Linked DNA regions of Ovis aries: region 2 is linked to region 1. Evidence: chromatin contacts called from public Hi-C data. All regions are on one chromosome and are shown on one strand. Each heading gives the region's core, a stretch centred on a gene start, on an enhancer-like site or on the middle of the called end of the contact. The rest is flanking DNA. Distances are from core to core; before and after follow the strand shown.

What was found. Hi-C and Micro-C count contacts between places; a contact is called where the count stands out from the background.
Region 2: a contact with region 1 is called in a Hi-C map of hypothalamus, with 4 times the contacts expected there. The contact joins the enhancer-like site here to the promoter of SESTD1 in region 1. A contact is called at or near these places in 6 of 16 Hi-C or Micro-C datasets (hypothalamus, liver, mixed tissues and 3 more).

What each region holds. Positions count from the first base shown.
Region 1 is chr2:130,864,877-130,870,031 of ARS-UI_Ramb_v3.0, reverse strand. It overlaps SESTD1 (SEC14 and spectrin domain containing 1), which reads right to left and starts at 2,982. Exons shown (of 17, transcript XM_042243667.2): 1 at 2,695-2,982. LOC121818694 (a long non-coding RNA gene) reads left to right here and starts at 2,055. Exons shown (of 2, transcript XR_006058730.1): 1 at 2,055-2,126.
Region 2 is chr2:130,902,873-130,908,027 of ARS-UI_Ramb_v3.0, reverse strand. All of the region lies in intron 1 of SESTD1 (SEC14 and spectrin domain containing 1), which reads right to left. Among named protein-coding and RNA genes, the nearest start is that of SESTD1, 38 kb to the right of the region's middle. Within about 2 kb of position 2,152, at least 6 of the 54 cell types and tissues checked have an H3K27ac peak or open chromatin away from gene starts, as enhancers often do. A contact at or near this core is called in hypothalamus, where this site is marked.

The DNA of each region.
Region 1 (5,155 bases), core at 1,733-4,232:
CAAACAAAAACCATAAGATACCACCTCACACATATTGGAATAGCTATCATCAAAAGGACACCCTTAATAAGGCTGGAGAAAGTGTAACTCTCATACTTTAATGATGGGAATGTAAAACGCAGTCACTACAGAAAATAATTTGGCAGTTCCTCAAATAGAGTTACCTTAGGACTAGGCAACTCCACATCTAAATATATACTCAAGATCACTGAAAACATAAGTCCACACAAAAACCTGCAAATGAACAGCCATAGCCGCATTACTCATAACAGCCAAAAAGTGGAAACAACCTAAAGTTTCATCAACTGATGAACAGATAAACAAAACGTGGCATATCCATACAGTGGAATATTACTGAGCCATAAAAAGGAGGTATCTTAATACATGCATAATATGCACGAAATCTGGAAACACTACACTTAGTGAAAGACACAAAAGGCCACATATTATGGGATTCCATTTATAAGAAATGTCCTAAATCAGCAAATCCACAGAGACAGAAAGTAGACTGGTGCCTGCCAAGTGTCAATGAGGGAGAATGGGAGCCGCAGTTAATGGTGTGAGGGCTTCCTTTTAGGATGTGAAAATGCTCCTTGAATTAGTGATGATGTTTGCAGTACCTTATGAATAAACTAAAACCACTGAATTGTACATATTAAAAGAGTGAATTCTACAGTATATGAGTTATATTTTAATAAAACTACTGTAGAAATTTAAGTTTCGCCTACTTTTTAACAGTAAAGACATTACTTTTTTTTCAGGAGGTTATTCCTGTTGCTTGTAACAGCTATGAAAGCTCTTTGAAGTTAGATGTTACACAGATGAGTGCTATTTTTAGTAAAGTGAAACTACTAATTATGTCAGAAAAACTTTCTGCAGATTAATTTGACATTAGTTTATTTCTTCAAAAGAAAATCCTTATTAGTATCATTTGTTTTTAGGGAGTAGAGAGAGTGTCAAGGAATCTTTAGAGAGTTCATTTTAAAAACTAGGTCAAAATCCAGTATTTTGTTTTTAAATTAGTGGACTTTTAGTTTTCAGATTTACCCATGAATCAACTAAAACCCAAGTAGATGGAACTTCGCAAGCTTGATCTACCTGTTTCCATGTTCTGCATTTTGCAGTCGTATTTCTATGTCCATCACCAGGTCCTTCCAACTATTATACACAGAAATCAAAATGCTTGGTAAATTCTTTAAATGCAGCCAGTTCACTCCCTAATACTAGGGAATTTACCGAGTAGTCCCAATTTTTAAGGTTAAATTTAGTCTAGCTTGTTTGAATAAATATACAACAAAATGATTTCCTGGAATTTGGAATATAAAAACAATCTACAGAGCTGGGTAATGCTTTCTAAGTCCTTTGGGTATTTTTCATGATTGGGTATTTTTTCATGGATTTGGTCACGGGGTAAAGACAAGTCGCTAACTTTTGGCCACACAAAGTATTATGTATAAAAGCTTCCTGGTTCTAGAACAAAGAAGTATTTTATTGCTCAAAGCAAAAGGAAGATATTTTCCTTCCATTTAGTATTGTTATACTAAAATAGCATACCAATGAAACCAGCTAGGTAACAGCCCGACCCAAGGTATGTAAACAAAGATAAATTGTTCTTTACTTTGTATTCTTTCTTTGGGGGTAAAAAAATAAAAAGTTTCTCACAACTAAGAAAATAAGGTTATTTAAGCCAAAGTAAACCACACAGGTTAATATTCCCCAATATGGGGGTATTTTTGAGCGGTGATCTTAATTTGAGGGTTTGCCAACCTATGCTAGCATACACGGTGGGTTTACTTGGCACAGACAAAACGTGAAGAGACGGAAGACCTGTCAAACACTCAACAGCATTTCCAACTTCTCAGGTGATGTCTGTTTAAGAAAGATGTCAAAGCACCAAGAGGAGAACCACGGGGGCGTAGCAGCAGCTGCCATGTCCAAATGGTGCATCGCGGGGTGAAATGCCACAGAAACCCTCAAGAGCCTGCCAGACTGCGGTTCCTTTCCAATACATGTCTACCTCACATATAAAAATAAATACACATCCAGATATCCCTGCCAACCCGCTCTCCCGTCCCTTTGTGACTCCTGCAAAGGCTGGAGGGATGTTACCGGCCCGCATACCCGGGGTAAGCCAAGCCCCCACGCCTCAAGGGAGCCGTCCAGAAGGCTCCTGCAGCCCGGGGGTCTCTGGCCGGCGTCCCCCACCCGCCGGCCAGGGCCGGTCACCGGCCACACAAAGGAGCCAGCCGCGGGCGCTGGACGCGGGGACTCGCCCCGGAGCCGGCCGCCACATCTGGTGCCCGCACGCCGGGCGGACCGGACCCGCCGGAAAATAATGATCACCGCCCGTACCTGTTGCACGTTTCGGGTCCCTTTCACCCAGAAATGAACAAGGGCGCCCGGGAGGGGAGACGCGGGCCGCCCAGGCTCGGAGGGCCGCGGCCGCACCCGGCTGGCGGCGCGGAGGCAGGGGCTGCCCGCGGGACTCCCACCTCGGGCGCTTTGTCTGCGGTGGCGGCGGGGGCTGCGGCGGGAGCCAGGGGCGGGGGCCCCCCTCCCGCAGTCGCGCGGCCGCGCGGGGGTTAGCGAGCTGGGCCCGCCGCCGCCTCCTCCCGCCCACGCTCCCCGCCTGGCCCCGGGGCCTGCGCGGTCGTCCCGCCCGGGCAGCCCGGGCCGCGCGGCGGCCACACTCACCTGGCTGGCGCTGGGGGCCGGCGGCTCCGGGGCGGTGGGAAGGACGCGGGGACGCGAGTGAGGCGCGGGCGGAGGCGGAGGGCGAGGCGGGAGGAAGGCGGGCTGGGGGCGGAGCGGGCCCGGGCGGCGGTGGCTCCGGTCGCCCGTGGCAAACTGCGTCCCGGCCCCTCTGTGCGTCAGGCCAGGGGCTGCGGCGCGGGCGGCCTGGCGAGACCTCCCGGAACCCTCGGCCCGACCCGAGTCCGCGCTGCACAGCGCGCGCCCGGGGAGCGGCGGCGCGGCGACCCCGCCCGGCACGGGAAGGGGGCGGGGCCGGGAGTCCCGCTGGGGCTGGGGCTGGGGGGTTGGGGGCTGGGCGAGGCGGGGGCCTCCGAAGCCACCAGGCCCACCCGGTGATCCTTAGCGGGCGCGGAGCTCCCGCCTCCCAAGCCCACAGGCACCGTGGGGTGGTGGAAGGGCGACTGGGCCTAGAGTCGGGAAGCCTGGGCTTAAGGAAAGACACCCCCACGACCACTTGACGCCTCGCAAGTCATTTGTTGTCGCTGCCCTCATACGGAAATATGTATATGGTATCCAAGATTTTCAAAATTCTGACACTGTCATCCTAGGTTGGTTGGGATTCCTTTAGTTCCAAGTACCCACTGCCAGGAGACGACTCTCCCACACAGAGGTGTGTGATGGAGCTGAAGGCTAAGGCAGTTGGAAGGGAATGGCTTGCAGAGAGAAAGGGCTGGATTCAGGACATTTGTTTTCCTTTGGGCAGCTTTCCTTTGGGCAGTCCAGAATTTATCCACAAATGGCCCTCTGACAATGGCTACTTGCCCATCCTCACCACCCCTAGTTATTTTTCTCCAAATGTAATGACTTCAGAGTCCTTGTTCTTCCAGTTTTCTTGCGCAAATTGTTTTTATGTCATTTCCTGAATTCAGTTCAAAAGAGTCATCAGCTAATACAAGCTCAGGGCAGCCATGTGGTCCCAATCTCAGGCCTTACTTATTACTCACTGTGCCACTCACTTCAGTATCACCTAATTCCCCTGAAAAAAAAAAAAAAAAAGTACCATTTCAACAACTAGGCAACTAAATCTCTCTACTAAAGTTCTCTGATTGAAAGTCCCAAGGATTAATATTTCCTCTTACTTCTGTGACTGATAATCTGTCCGTGACTTTAGCCTCTTTGCAACCCTTTAGGTCAAGCCTTGTCAACTGTTTCTGCTTCTGTTCCTAAGGACTACTAGGAATGCTTCAAAAACAGTAAACTTCCCGCTTTAAAGTCTTTCAATGGCTTGTCACGTGGATAATCAGGCTCAAGCAATTACTGTGACATCCAAGGTCATTTATGATCTGATCCCCAGACCTTTTCCAACTCCAGCTTTAATTCCCACCACATCTTACGTTCAGGCTGTGTTTGTGCCTTTGTATGCTTTCCTCCATCTGAAATTCATCCCTCATTTAACCAGTGAACGTCTACTGTCCTTCAAGAGAATAAAGATAGTGCACCTTTTCCTCTTGGAATCTTCCCAGACATCCTGTCCTTTTTCCGCAACCACATCCTCACCCGACACACTTACACTGAATTACTCTTTCCTTTCTGCTTTCATGCAAATTTTGATCTATTCTCTACAATAATCCTTAGCGCTTTCATTTTTCCTATTGCTCTGATTGGTGGTCTTTTCTTACTAGACTGGGAATTCCTTAAAAGGGTAGAGATTTTTGTCTAGTTCTTTTTTGGCTCTTGGACAGAGCATAATACTCAGCACTAGGAAAGTTCTCTTTAAATATTTGTTCAAGTACTGATGCCACTATTCATTTCAATAAATACATGTTGAGCATCTACTCAACAAGCGGGAAATACAGTGCAATCCACAGTCCCTGCCTTCCTTACTTAACCTTCCACAGTATTCTTTCCTTTACCATATGGCATTCTCTGATTATCATTTTAAACCCTCTCCTACTACCACTCGCATTCTTTGCTTGTTTTAATAAAGCAGGATCATGCCAAACAATCTATTATAGTAAGTCACCAAACATCCCTGCCCTTCCTTTTTCCATACCCACTAGTTCCACAACAGTGAGGACCCAGTTCTTATATAAAGGACAACTATTGCAACAGGAAACACATTAGGCTATAAATGCTGGTGTTTGGGTGCTGTATTTTCCAATGACAACAGATTGAACATAGCTCAATCACTTAAATCCACTAGGCCTCACCTCTGGAGTTCCTTTGGCTTTATTCATTTTTAGTATTTTGTTAATAAGGTAAACATATCCTTCTTTATATATCTATAAAGTGAAGGGACAGCCAGATCCTTCCAAAGCAGCTGTCCAGCATATGCTTGAACTCTGAATGATAGGGAACCACTCCTATCTCACAATAGTGTTCATCTTTGAACAGCCCTGCTAGTCCCTGCTTTGAACTGAAATGTGTCTCCCTGTAAACTTGGTAGGTAACAATGGTATTA
Region 2 (5,155 bases), core at 903-3,402, 39 kb before region 1:
AAAATACCATAAAGGGGTGCTTATAAATAAATTTATCTCCCATGGTTCTGGAGTCTGAGAAGTCCAAGATCAAGGCACAGACAGATCCAGCGTCTGATGAGGGCCCCTTCCTGGTTCTTGCGGGGCCATCCTCTACATCCTTACTTGGTAGGAGGGCAAGGGAGCTCCCTGGGGTTTCTCTTAGAAGTGTACTAATCACCTTCTAAAAAGTAAAGTGAAGTGAAGTCGCTCAGTCGTGTCTGACTCTTAGCGACCCCATGGACTGCAGCCCACCAGGCTCCTCCGTCCATGGGATTTTCCAGGCCTACCCAAATACTATCACGCTGGCAATTAGTTTTCAATACATGAATTTTGGGAAGGATAAAAAGATTCAATCTAGAGCAGAAACTGAGATCTACAAACACAGATTCACTGTTCTAACATTGAGTAATAACATTGGACGCTGAGTAATAACATGAAACCCAGACTCCTAAAACGCTGCACAGGGCTTCTCTCCACTATACTGTCACATAATAAAATCAAAATTAAAAATACATGAATTAACAGAGAACCATTATTTCTACATATGTGAATAATTTCTTAAAATAAATGTCCCCACAAAAACTTACTCACAAATGTTCACAGCAGTATTATTCATAACACTAAAGACATGAAAACAACTCAAATGTCCATCAGTTCTGAATGAATAAGCAAAATAAGGCACATCCATGCAATAGAACATTGCTCAGCAATTTAAAAAGGACTGAAATATAGATACATGATACAACATGGATGAACCATAAAACATTATGCTAAAAAAAGTTATGCTAAGTGAGAGAAGCCAGACACAAAAGGTCACAAATTGTATGATTCCATTTAAATGAAATATCCAAAACAGGCAAATCCATAGAAACAAAGCAAATTAATGGTTGCCTAGATCTGGGTTAGGTATGGGGAATGACTGGCAATGGGCACAAGGATTCTTTCTTGGGGTGATGGAAATGTGAAATCAAATTGCAGTGATGATTCTCTAACTCTATTAACATATTACTGATCAGAGATGTATTACTATATCTTTTGTTACCCAAATGTTATTGACCACAGACATTTCAATATTCACTTTCATAACAAATCACCAGCCACAGGCATTAGATTCTGCAAAAAGCCTCTAGTCAAAAAATGTGTTAAAGAATCACTGAATTGCAACCTTAGAATGGGTGAATTTTATGACCATAAATTTTACTTTAATAAAGCTATCAAAAAATAATTAAAAAACCAGAATTGAACATTTTATAAATCAGGAAAATCTGAATGAAAATGATGTGCACTTCAAGTATTAAAAATTAAAACTAAAAATATGTAAGCAATTTGTTCCAGAAAGTCTATAAACTGAACTGTTTATGCTGAACAATTTATCCCCAACTTTTACTACAATTAGAATACCCTCGGAGAAGGCAATGGCACCCCACTCCAGTACTCTTGCCTGGAAAATCCCATGGACGGAGGAGCCTGGTGGGCTGCAGTCCATGAGATCGCTAAGAGTCAGGCATGACTCAGAGACTGCACTTTCGCTTTTCACTTTCATACATTGGAAAAGGAAATGGCAACCCACTCCAGTGTTCTTGCCTGGAGAATCCCAGAGACAGAGGAGCCTGGTGGGCTGCCATCTATGGGGTCGCACAGAGTCAGACACGACTGAAGCGACTTAGAAGCAGCAGCAGAATACCCTGCTATGAAAGAACTTCAGCTACAAAGACAAATTTCTTTCAACACTGTACCTTCTGGATGGTGTGAAATAAGAAAAGATTAAATGGATTAAATAGAGGGGAGAAAGGAGAGTGTAAGCAATAATACTGATACCACTTTTACTTTACAGTTGCCCAAACTATCACTTTAAGGAAACTGGCACTACAGAAGGGCATTTAGATCTGCTTTTTATTTTTAAGCTATGGGGAGATTTATAAATAATGGGCTCTTGGACTTCCCTGGTGGCGCAGTGGATAAGAATCCACCTGCCAGTGCAGGGAACATAGGTTCAATCCCTGGTCCGGGAGGATCCCTCACACTATGAAGCAGCTAAGTCCCTGTGCCGCGACTCCTGAGCCTGTGCTCTCCAGCCCACAAGCCACAGCTACTGAGCCACACGCTGCAAGTGCTGAAGCCCGTGCGCCTAAAGCCTGCGCTCTGCAGAACGAGAGGCCGCAGCAATGAGAAGCCTGAGCACTGCAGTGAAGAGGGGCGCCTGTCCGCTGCGACTGCAGAAAACAATGAAGATACAGTGCAACCGAAATAAATACATGAACACAATTTTAAAAATAAAGAATGGTCTCTTAGGGTATCTCAAAGCTTTCATACAAATATACATAAAGACATCCAAGACTGGAGTAAAGATTAAACACTTATTCCTTTCAACAGCATCATATGTCCTAAAACAAATCATCTGCTTTTGAGAAAAGTATAAAATATGCCTCTGAATTAAAACAATACTAAGACTTTTCAGCATCCCATAAAAATCAGAGGCTTAGAGGATCACTGAATGCAAATCACCTTAAAACATCACCTACACTTGAAAGGTGGAATGTGAAATTAGTTATCTGTGTATTTCCTTATGCATGCTCTGTCGTGTCCAGCTCTCTGCACCCCATGGACTGCAGTCTGCCAGGTTCCTCTGTCCATGGGACTCTACAGGCAAAAATACTGGAGTGGGTTGCCACTTACTACTCCAGGGATCTTCCCAACCCAGGGACTGATCCCATAACTCCTGCGTCTCCTTCACTGGCAGGCAGATTCTTTACCACTGAGCCACCTGGGAAGCCTAGGTATATAAGGCCCATTTCCTTATATCGCCAAATAAAATGACTAGTATTACTGAAAATGTTCTATGTGTAATAATAATCAATATTCTAGTCACTTCACCTTCACTGCTTCATTTGTAACTCAGAACTCTGAGGCCAGAATTACTGTTATTTCCATTTAACAGCTAAGGAAACTGAGGCTAAGTGAGATGAAGAGAGCTTAACCAGCCCAAGCTCATGCAGTTAACAAGCAGCAAGACTGGCATCTAAACCTAATGCTGAATCCAAGGCCTAAGTGCCATTACTTCTCATGCTCTTGTTTAACACAGTGACCTATATTATGATATGAATAAGGAGGGTCTTCAACATTTCTCAAATAGAACTGCTCATTTTTTTAGATGTAATGACAGTAAGTTTAAGTTTATTAAAAACAGTGCCTTATCTTTTATTGATGACACTTTAACATTCACAAACACAACATGACTGGGATCTGCATCAATGATGGGGAGGGGGATATGCACGGAGTAGGACTGATCACATTGACAACTGTTGGCAGTCAACAGATGACGGGTAAACAGTGGTTCATTTTACTACTCTCTCTGCTCTTACATCTTTGAAAATGTCCGAGATACAATTAAGAAAACTAAGTCTTTAAACATATCAATACTGTAAAAGAGGAAGCCACAATCCTTAACAACCTTTTTTTACATTTAGCAATATTTTCCTTATTTCAAAGTCAAGAGACAGGAAACAGGCTACCCATAATTTAAAAATTTTTTCACATATTGACCATCATATTCTAAAATTATTTATGTAGAAAGATCTAAGTATTTGGTCTCCAACTAAGACTGCTGAGGAGGAAGAGACCAATTCTGACACAGGCAATAACCGAAGATAAAGAAGGTAGGCAGGCAGAATGCCTCCTTTCACCAGGGTTGGCAGTGCAGACTTACTTCCTATCCCTATACGTGTCTCACTTTGTGACTGGAGGCATTTTTTTCAGAAGTCTCCCTCTCACTGCATCATACTGTTTTATAAGTAATGAAATTATTAAGAAAAGCAAAATTTATGTCCACAATAGGCATTCACTGTGATGGATGAACAGAATGGCTGGTCAGAAGACAGGAAGAGCTCTTTGGTGGAGACTCAATTAAGTACCATATTGTTTGACTCAGAAAAGAATGAGAGTCCAAAGGTTTTGTGTATAACATATTAACACATAAGAGCATGTTTCAAATTTAATAACAATTTGTTCTGCCTATACAGTCAATAGAGCCAAAAAACTTACTTCTGAAATCTAAAGTAGGTGTTAGCTCGGCCGTTTGAATGTGTCTACTTGTTTGCCCAGGACAAAGCCTGGCACATGACCAACACACAATAAATAACCGTTGAATAAACTCCCTTCTTACAATCCTGCCAGCTTTCTCATTTAGGTGTCACTGGGCAGAATAATTAGGAAGGAGAAGCAGCAGCAAGGGAAAAACAAGCTTAATAATTTTACCTGACAAAGCACTATGAATAGAGCATGCATTTACTCTGTAGAGAATATTAAATTACCTAGTTCAGGGATCCTTACTGAAACATCTTGGGGCCTGGCCCATCGGGATCATGAATGAAGAGAGGCATTTTATAAAGCCTTCTTTATGCTGAGCCAACTCTTAATTTTGGCTTTTAGAAATGGCTTGTTTAACTTTACCACATTTATAGTCCAAGTGAGTTTTCATTATCTATTTTCAACACTTGGGAAAAATCACTATTTAACATGAACACTTTTTCATTTTCGGAAGTTGCATCTCCACTTTAATCACAGCATTCATCATCAGCCCCTCCTCCACCTCACTTTCTCCCTTTAACATCTATAAAATACTTCCCAGTTCCTAGTTCTTTCTTGCTATATTTAAATGGCTCCTGACTTGGCACCCACATCTCACCTGGCAGATCATCTGATCTGTAGAATCCACAAAACAACCACAGAAGAAACTTCAGACTCCTCTGGATAGCCAAAGAAGAAGCTTTTGACAGCAAGTATTTCTAATAATTGAAACAATATCATGTCTGCCATCAACTAATACTATATTCTGGAAGGGAGATGATGGCAACAGCAATTAGAAAGAATACTATTTTTCTGTTGGGACACACAACATACAAAATTAATTTTTTTAAGTGAGAAGATATATCAATTATTCACTTTACAGAAAAAAGATGTAAGTTTAAAGGGGCTTTCTTAAACTGGCCACTGCATCTAGTACAAAGTTAGGCAGGAGGCAACAAAGCAGCCACTTCCCATTTTTAATGACTTCTGCACTCTGTGTGTGGAAGCCCTGAAAACAAGCAGAGGCAGCAGGGTATCATGAGCAAGAACCAGAGTCAGACTGAGCTGG